2 separate regions of the Zea mays genome follow, and region 1 is linked to region 2. A link is a contact called in public Hi-C data. All regions are on one chromosome and are shown on one strand. The core of a region is the stretch at or near the end of the contact, and the rest is flanking DNA. Distances in the headings are between cores, read along the strand shown. Region 1 has its middle 14 kb from the start of LOC103635933. Region 2 holds the start of LOC103635931 (putative serine/threonine-protein kinase-like protein CCR3).

The links. Hi-C and Micro-C count contacts between places; a contact is called where the count stands out from the background.
Region 1: a contact with region 2 is called in a Hi-C map of leaf, with 2.5 times the contacts expected there. The contact joins the enhancer-like site here to the promoter of LOC103635931 in region 2. A contact is called at or near these places in 10 of 25 Hi-C or Micro-C datasets (ear, leaf, seedling and 2 more).

Annotation. Positions count from the first base shown.
Region 1 is chr8:134,802,245-134,807,078 of Zm-B73-REFERENCE-NAM-5.0, forward strand. It overlaps the pseudogene LOC100381859 and the pseudogene LOC103637296. Among protein-coding and RNA genes, the nearest start is that of LOC103635933, 14 kb to the right of the region's middle. Within about 2 kb of position 1,372, at least 14 of the 20 cell types and tissues checked have an H3K27ac peak or open chromatin away from gene starts, as enhancers often do. A contact at or near this core is called in ear, leaf and seedling, where this site is marked.
Region 2 is chr8:134,761,850-134,766,629 of Zm-B73-REFERENCE-NAM-5.0, forward strand. LOC103635931 (putative serine/threonine-protein kinase-like protein CCR3) reads right to left here and starts at 2,349. Exons shown (of 1, transcript XM_008658303.4): 1 at 1-2,349. The coding sequence starts at 2,248.

The DNA of each region.
Region 1 (4,834 bases), core at 122-2,621, 39 kb after region 2:
TTCATCTACTAACTCCTACTGCTATATATTGTTTAATCACACTTCTATGCTATGCTACTAGCATTGAACTATATAATTGTGTAACCATATAAACTAAAATGTGTGTCAATTGGTGTTACTTGCAGTGTGTTAAGTGGAAGCAACACATGAAGCGGACATGGAGAAGGAAGCTGGCATGACACTAAAACGCATAAAGTTGACTTGTGACGTTCATGTTTTAGATGTCTTATTCTACTGCCAAACTTCCTAGTACTCCATTTTTATACTATATTGTCTATCTGTACGTGTGAATGGAGATGATGATATTATGTGATGTGATGATGGATGGATTAGCTTCGTTGAATATTAGATGATATTATGTGATGATGATATTAAACGGGCATTGTAGTATTGATACATGCTTCATATTTCTGGATTTTTAGTGATGTTTTATTGTTTATGAGTTTTCTAAATATTCCTTATTTTTGTTTGATTTTTTCTAAATTTTTGATGTATTTTTTTGCTCAAGAGGGGTATTTAGCACCTTTCTTTCCAAACAATGCCAGGAAAATATACCTGGGAGGGGAGATTCTCTCCGGGAAATAAGGCTATCCGCAACCGTTACCCCTAAATTTTTCCCCCTATATCACTTTTTCCTCCTATTTTCCCCCCTATTTTTTCATCTCCCGCAGCGGTTCCCCCTAAATACTCCCTCTATACCCCACTACCACTATAAAATATCATTTTCTATATCAACTATCAATTTTTTTTTCTACTAACAATTAGTCGTGGACCCACAGCACAGTGTTTAGGGTGATGAACAGTGACACGCTAAATCTGGGGGGAGAGAGAAGGGGACCGACACGTAGGGGGCGTTGTAGGGGGCACCGCTGCGGCCATAGGGTGCCCCCTACGCGCCGCATGCAAGGGGAGGGGGAGAGGCAGCGTCTACCGCTGCGGCTAGTCTAAGGTGGCATATAAAATCCCCTCCTGGGTTAGTTTCCAAGGGATTTTTTTCTCTTCACTGCCAAAATGTCCCTAAGGCTATCCGCAACCGTTATCCCTAAATTTTTTTCCCCTATATCACTTTTCCCCTCTATTTTCTCCCCTATTTTTTCATCTCCCGCAGCGGTTTCCCCTAAATACTCTCTCTATATCCCACTATAACTATAAATATTATTTTCCATACCTATTCATCATTCATTACCACTTTTTTCTCAACTAAAAAATACTGGCGTGCACGGATTTTGACGGAAGGGGGCTGGCACAGTATCCCCTTGATCTGATGTGAGAGAGAAGGGAGACGCTCGGTAGGGTGCAAGGTAGGGAGCAGCGGTGCGGGTGATAGCGTGGTTACTGCAGTCGCTATGACGTGAGCAGTGTTAGGGGAGAGGATGGAAGGGTGGTGCGCTGCAGATAGCCTAATACTGTCCTCTCCTCCCTCGCGCCACCGCTGCCGGTCCCTCACTGTCTCTCTCTGGGACTGTTGTGTTAGCGTGGGTATTAGACTAGTGTGTATACATACATAGCAACGGTGGATCCCTGTCCCTGTGAGAACAGAACTGAATAATCTCCCGTGCTCGTGTGTGCGATCTGCCGTGTGGACGCATGCAGACTTGTACGCTTCCCTGGAGCATCAACAAGCTTTCCACTGCCCTGTCTGTTCCCATCGTCCACACCACACCACACCACACCACACCCGTAGCTCCTCCGATCCGTGCCATGGCTCCAGTTGTCCCACCACCGCACAGTTTCAGAATTGAAGCAGCATGCCTTTCATCATGTGAATGGGAAGTATTTGCCTCTTCGCATTTCAAGGAAAGGTCAGTTTGAATGAGAAATTACGTATTTGGCAGCAATGATTCCGATCCCTCCATCCCTGCACGTTGCCTGTTCCTTTTTCCGATCCCTCCCCGCATCGTCTGGTCCCTCACAGGGACTGACTGATGAAGCGTAGGAATCAGAACCAGTAGGAATGGAACCACAGGACAGGAATCGTCAAATCCAGAATCCAGGCGAGAGACACCGTCGTCAAAGCAAAGCTTCCATTTAATTTCCCATGCCATGGATAGGCCGACCTTGTCCATGCTGGTTTATTCGACGGCAGCATGCCATGTCTGACTCGACTCAATCCACTGGTCGGATTGGAACTTGACCTTCAATTTTGTTTGCACTTCACTGATTCTCTCCTCCTCTTTCTCTCTGATTTTTTTTTAAACAATACTACCTTCATTCACAAATATATATCGAAAACTTTAACCACCCGTTTTATTTAAAATATTTATTCAAAAATATAAACAAAAAATATGACAACCTGCACAAGTCTGACTTGACTTCTCTTATTTCAATGGTGATTGGCACCTGATATGTAATTTCCATGCTCTTAAATCTAGGAGACAAAAAAAAAAAATAGTCAAACGAACGTACTTCCTCCATCCTAGAAAGAATAGCATTCCAGTGTTCTTTTTCATCAATTCATCTCAAATTCAGCAAAATTTATACAAAAAGCTTTTAATTTCTATGATGCCAATTTTTTTATTTACGTTAGATACATCATGAAATATATTCTCATATTATATTTGTTTGAAGTAATAGATGTTGATACTATTTTTCATAAACTTAGTAGAGTTTTGACCGGTTCAAACCTAAAATTACATTTTTTAGGGATGGAGGTAGTACCATGTTAACAGGAAGGAATACTTCGTTATTTAGATGACAGGGAGTCTAAGTTCTGGCCTCTGTGCACTTGCTAGGGATGCACACGAAAACATGTCAAGAGTTGTAGCGGTCTCAATGTGAGCTTTGGATACCACTGTGATTCTTATCAGAGCTTGTCTCCTGAAAATGTTCATGGGGATGACAAGACATTTCTCCTAAGAAGAACATGGTATGTTTGGGACTAATACCATGATGGGGTCACGAAATGGCTCATTTACTTGGTTGTCCGGTACTGCTATTAGCGCAAATTATGCACTGGCAAATACAAATATTTGCAATGGTCTTATTGGCGAAGAAATTTTACCAGAACTAGGTTCTCCAAACTCCTTCAGAAAATAAATGCTTTATTCTCCATCAATGTCAAGACTGGACTCGTTGTCCACTTCACAAGGCAGTCCTCCTATGTAAATTGAGAGCTCTATATTTGATATCGAGATAATTGCATATTTGGGACTCTAAACATTACGCTTCGCACAAATGCCATTTGAAAGATTTTCTTCGTAAAAAAGGGACTATAAATATATTCTAATTGATTATACTATCATTTAAGGTGTATTATTCCTTTTTATAATTTGTTTCCATGTATTTATCATCTAAGAGTCAAAATTGCCCCTGCCCCGGGTTTCTACTTTCAATCGTTCGTCTCTATCTCCTGGTTCAACTGCGTTTCTCTCTGCTCTTCTCTGGCCGAGCCCGGCGGACGCGCGCGGACTGCTCCTCTGTGGCGAAGTCCGGTGCGGTGGTGGCCGTCGCGCAGTGACCATCAAAACCATGGTCGATGGTCTGAGCAAGCTTGCCCACCAGCAAGAGGAATGCATTGGAGGAAGAGCTTGAGCGCTCCCTCGTTCAGCTTGACCTCTGCGGCGCTGCGTACAGGAGACTAACAAGAACAGCGATATCTCAACGATAGAATGAGAGAAGGGCAAATCTGTCTAGTGGAGAAGAGAATACACGTAAAAAAATACAAAAGAGAGGAAATGCGGTAAATGGTGTCTTTATCAATTAGAAGACGTTTGTAGACCCATTTTTGCGAGACAGTTATTTAAAATGGTATTATTGCGAAGCGTCACGTTTATAGTCCTAAAAATACAATTGTCTCATTTGATATCAATAGAGATCTTTGGATATCCAGTGCCCCCCAACAACTGTATCATCCAATTTTCTGACTGATACGAAGGTGAAAATGGCTAGCGGGGGCTGCTGGAGAGGATAGAGTCCAGGCTGTGTGATCAGAGAAAAAAAATGGATGGCTGATTTTGTGGGATATATGATGGGTTCAATGGTAGGGATGCAGCTGATTTTTCTTGTGGTAACTCTATATGATAACATAGTATATTACTTATACCTGCTGGAGAATTGAATAAAGCAACAAAATGGTTTGAACAATTTATCAGAAAGCTCTCTTAATGGTCCTTAAAAGCGAGTTAAACACTAGCCATGAGAAATTCACAAAATGAAGACATAAAGATTTTCTGGAACATTTCGAGCTGGTGTACTGAAATGCCTTTCTACTGCTGTTGAGCAGGCTGAGAATGACTTTTTATACATGGTTAAACAGGACATGGATGATAGACCAGATTCAATAGGGTCTTGTGTACTGGTTCTTCTTCTTCTTCATGGAACAGATCTGTGCATCTTAGGGTGTGTTTGGTTGAGGAGCGGGGGAGAATAGAGTGGTTTCATTCCAATTTTCTAAACGTTCGATTTCCAATAAAATAAGAGTGGAGCGACTCCTGGATCTTCATATGGAAAATTACTATAAGTAGTTAGAACGCTCCCGCTCCACAAAAACGAACGGATGCAAGTGCTCTCTCGAACGTAAGCGCTCTCCGTCCCTCTACACTCATTCGGCTCTCGAACCAAACAAAGAATTGAACGGCTCCGCTCTATTCTAATCTTCAACCAAACAAAAAATAGAGTGACTCTGTTCTTCTTGCCAAACGCAGAATAAAACGGCTTCATTCTCAAATACGGGAATGGAGTCACTCTATTTTATTTGACTCCAACAAAACACACCCTTAAATAAAGGGGGCAGTAGAGTTGTGCTTGCTTCCATGCCATATGTAGAAAATGGTGCTTTGAAGGGTACTCAGCTGACAGAGACCCACTCGCTTGAAAAACCTTTGGAGTAACAAAA
Region 2 (4,780 bases), core at 1,099-3,598:
CCACCAGCTCCACCGCCTCGGCCTCGTGCGCCGCGGGCTCCGGCGCGCGCGGGTCCAGCACCTTCCCGAGCTCCCCGCCCATGATGCTGGGCACCGCGTAGTCCACCACGCTCACGGGGCTCCCGCCCTCCGCCTCCTTGAAGATGGCGCGCCGCCCCGTCAGCGACTCCAGCATCACCACACCGAACCCGTACACGTCGCTCTTCACCGTCAGGTGGTGCAGCCCGTAGTACTCCGGGTCCATGTACCCCACCGTGCCGGCGGCCTTCGTCGTCACCGCCAGCTGCTGCGACCGCGACTCCTCCGACGATGGCTCCGGGGACCCCGTCAGCGACAGCCCGAAGTCCGACACGCGCGCCGTCCACCCGCCGTCCAGCAGGATGTTGGACGACTTGATGTCGCGGTGGATGATGGGCGGCACGGCGTAGGAGTGCAGGTACTCGATGCCGCGGGACGCGTCCAGCAGGATCTTGATGCGCAGCTTCCACGACGACGCCACGGGCGACGGCGCCGCCGAGGCCTTGGGGTGCAGGTGGTCGTAGAGCGCGCCGTTCTTCATGTACTCGTACACCAGCAGCCGCTCCTCCGCCTCCTCGCAGTAGCCCACCAGGCCCACGAGGTGCTTGTGGTGGAGCCGGGACAGGAACACCAGCTCCGACCGGAACGCGCTCTCCTTCTCCTGGAACCGGCGCGCGCGGGGGCCTGACTCGCCGCGCTTGATGGCCACCTCGCGCCCGTCGGGGAGCTTGCCCCGGTACACGGTGCCGAAGCTGCCCTCCCCGATCTTCGCCTCCAGCGCGAACCCTTTGGTGGCCGCCTCCAGCTGCGCGAAGGTGAACTCCTCGGCGGGGTCCTTGAACGACGACGGCCCGCTGCGCTGCCGCGTCATCGCGCGCGACAGCTGCCGCCGGAACAGGCCGCGCGCCCGCGACCCGTTCGGCGACCCGTAGGGGCTCCCGGAGGCTGCGGCACCTCCGCCGCCGCCGTTGTTGTCGGCACCCGTGCCGGCGGCGGCGGCACTGATGTTGGGCTGCACCGAGTTGTGCACCCGCTTGTTGCTGCAGAAGCCGAAGACGAGGCAGTAGACGATGGAGCAGAGCCCCGCGAAACCACCCACCGCGCCGACCACGCAGAACGCGATCCAGGCCTTGGACACGCGTCTACTCGACGACGGCGGCGGAGAAGGGGGTGCGGGAGCAGGCGGCGGCGGCGAATCGTCGCAGAGGGCGTCGCAGATCCCGCCGGAGCCTCCGCAGAACTTCTGCGACTGCGACATGAAGCCGCACCCGCGGCATGAGCTGTCGTCGCTGACGCAGACGCCCGGGCGGATCCTCGGGAGCGGCACCGGCGCGGCCACGGCGCCCGCGGACCAGCAGTACACGCTGAAGTCGCTGGACGCGACGCCGCAGGTGAAGTTGCCGCCGGCGACGAGGAAGGCGAAGGAGATCCCCAGGGCCGGCTCGTACAGGGTGGTGGTGGGTCCCCCGAGGGTCCAGCAAACCGCGGTGTGGTCGGGCCGGCGGAGCGCGCACGCGTGGGAGTCGCCGACGGCGAGGCCGTAGCCGAAGAGGTCCCGCGGCAGGGCGCCGGCGGAGGCGTCCGAGCCCGAGCAGAGCGCGGCGCCGGAGGCGAGCACGGCGCAGGCGCGGGCGCCCCCCGCGGCGAGGTACGGGGCGGCGGACGCGTTGGCGAGGCCCGCCTGCACGGCGCTACCCTGCGGGCCCCAGCAGCGGACGGCGGCGGACGCGTTGGCCTGGACGGCGCAGGAGAAGCCGTCCCCGGAGACGAGGGAGCGGAACGCGCCGTCGGCCCGCGCGGGGAACCGGCCCCCGCCGCGCCACCATAGGACCACCTTCCCGGAGGCGTCGTAGGCCGCGACGTGGCCGCCGCCGACGGCGAGGTCCGCGAGCGGGGCGGGCCCGTTGTAGAGCCGCCGGAGCTGCCCCCACTGCGGCGCCGGCGTGGACGGCCAGCAGAAGAGCGCGGCGCCCCCCGCTTGCAGGCCGCACACGAAGCCTCGCCCCGCGGAGAGCTCCGCGAAGGCGATGGCGGACGGCGCGACGGGGCTGGCGGAGTTGGAGCTGGAGGGCCCCTGGAGCGGCGCGCAGTAGACGGTGCCGTTGGGCTCGGCGACGCCGCAGACGGTGGGGGAGGTGGAGGAGGCCGAGACGGCGAGCGTGGACGCGGCGGAGGCGGCGGGCAAGGCAATGGCGAGGAGGAGCAGGAGGAGGCGCGGCCGCGGGGTCATTGGGTGGAGGTGGAGGAGGAGCGCGCCCCTGCGGCGGCCGCCGACATCTGCGAGGCGAGGCGCGGCGCGTGGAGACGGAACTGAGGAGCGCGCGGACGAAATGGACTAAAAGCGCGCGGAAGAAAAAAAGGTGGAGAGAACACGCGGCGGCCGGCGGGTGCTGCTGTTGAATTGTCGGGGGGTGGGCACGACCTGGACGCCGTCTCCGCTTCCGCGTGGGCTTTTTCGTTTGGTGCCGTGCCGTGCTCTGCTCTGCTCTGTTCCTAACAGTAACAGCTCCTATGTGTCCGTCAATGGCTTTTCCTCCTCCCGTTCGTCGGCATGTAGTTGTACGGGGCGTGTTTCTTCGTGGTTTTTACGGCTGTCGTCTTCTTCACCCAATAAATATACGGCGAAGGGGCAGAGGAAGAAATCTGCAGCAGGTACAACAATGAGAAAGTTTCCTGCTAACCAGAAATATTATTATTGCATCAATGAGCTAAAGACATAGGCTAGGCTCATTTCGAAGTCTGGCTCGCGATCTTCACCTCGATAATTATTATTGCATCGTATATTGCCTTAATAGCATGTAAATGTAAAATGTATAATTACCATTCAACATGAGGACATGTACGGTAGGTGTTTAATATAGAGCCGTTTTGGTGCTATACATTCATAATCTAGAGGTTGTATTAATTATAGGGCTTGCAGCTTCGCTGCTTTTAGCGCGTGTGTATTATTCCGATATATATTTATTAGCTGCAGAACGAAGACCGACGGTCGTAATAAACCACGAAGAAACACGCATTGCTAACCCCGTACAATGCAACTACTACATGAGAAACTTGGGAGCGTTTCGTTTGTAGCTAGACGATTAGATCCATCGTGGTATGTGTATATATATATATGGAAGTAGATGTTCACACTGCAGATGCGGACGTAGGGTGGTTGGTTGGTTTGGCACCTGCTGCTTGAATTCGCTTTCGACCCGCCCTGTTTCCATCGTCCACACTGCTGCTCTCAAGGCAACATGACATGAACAACACACTCGTAGTAGCTTCTCTCCGGGAGGTAGAAAATACTCCGTATTAAAGTAGCATGATGATTGCCATCATGCATGCTCTTCAATGCCGGAAGGAAAAGGTTGTGAGTTTGAACGGCGACGTGGTGCTGGGGGCTGCTAATCATGGGGGCCGCGAAGGCAGCAGCAGGATGGAGCAGCAATGAGAGTATGGTGCGGAAAAAGAGGAGCAGGATGGAGCTGGATCTCTCACGCTCGCCCTGATTCCGGTTCCAACACGTTCGTTGCCTGTCCTTTCGTTTCTTTCCTATGCGTATCGTATCGACCACTTGCTTGCTAGGGTTGCCACGCACCGGTAGATTTTGACGATGCCTGTGTTCGCACTTGGCACAGGTGAAGTTACCACTAGCTAGGAAGCCGATGATGGAGATAGACGCTAATAACCGTCAAAATCCATGGAGAGAGAGAGACACACACACAGGCATCGTCGTCGATTCCATTCCATGCCACGGATTGGACGCTAATAACGGTATCTGACCGGTCGGATTGGAACTTGACCTTCAACTTTTCTTATCTGTGCTTCTCTCTCTCCCTAAATAATAATAAAAACAATACAAAGGTAGCTTGCATAAAAAGTACTGGCTATAGCGTTGAATAAGACCACAGCTTGTTTCCAGACCGGTTCCCAGCAGGAAATTAGGGTTAGGACATGTACAACCTAGACACTGCTGCACGACCTTCCAAGTATAAGACACAACTAAAATATAACATAATACGGTGGCCATGTCTAAAACATGTATCTTACCATATTCATTGTACCAATCATAGCATTCAATAAATTAAAGTGACCAATTAGCTAGTCTTCTGTCTCGAACATAGAGTCAAGACATTATATATTCGTCAAGATACATGTCTTGAGTTTTTTTACATTCACCCTTTTAGACACACTCTAAGACACAACTTAAGACATTCATTGTACATGCCCTTATTGACTTCGAATTAAAGACACATTTGTATCAGACTGAGTGAATTAAAGATCAGATATTAAATGTATCCATGAGTGTATACAAGTGATACAAATAAATAAATAAATAAAACTAATCTTTCAAATTTATATATGGCAAGTGTGATCTAACTTTGATCTACGTACCCCAACTTTGCTCGGGACTAAATTGTTTTGCTGTTTCGCTCTGACGTCAGATCTGCAAATGCTACATATATAACGCTAAATCCTACATACACCAGGTACAACTTGATAGGTTTTCTCTAACGACAACTTTTGTAGGTTTATGTTTATTCATTCTGGTAGGCAAATACCCCGCAACAGGAAACTTGAGCCGGGCAGGCTCGTGCGACCAAACGTCGACGCAGTGAGCCATCAAAGTCCTTGATCTTCAAAGCATTAAGAATGCAATTCAGAAGGAGGATACACAAATGCAATTGCCTAGATCTCTCTAAGACGTATCTAGCAAAATCAGATATATGACTTTATATTACATATTATTTGTTTACCGTTACATATTTTGTAGCAG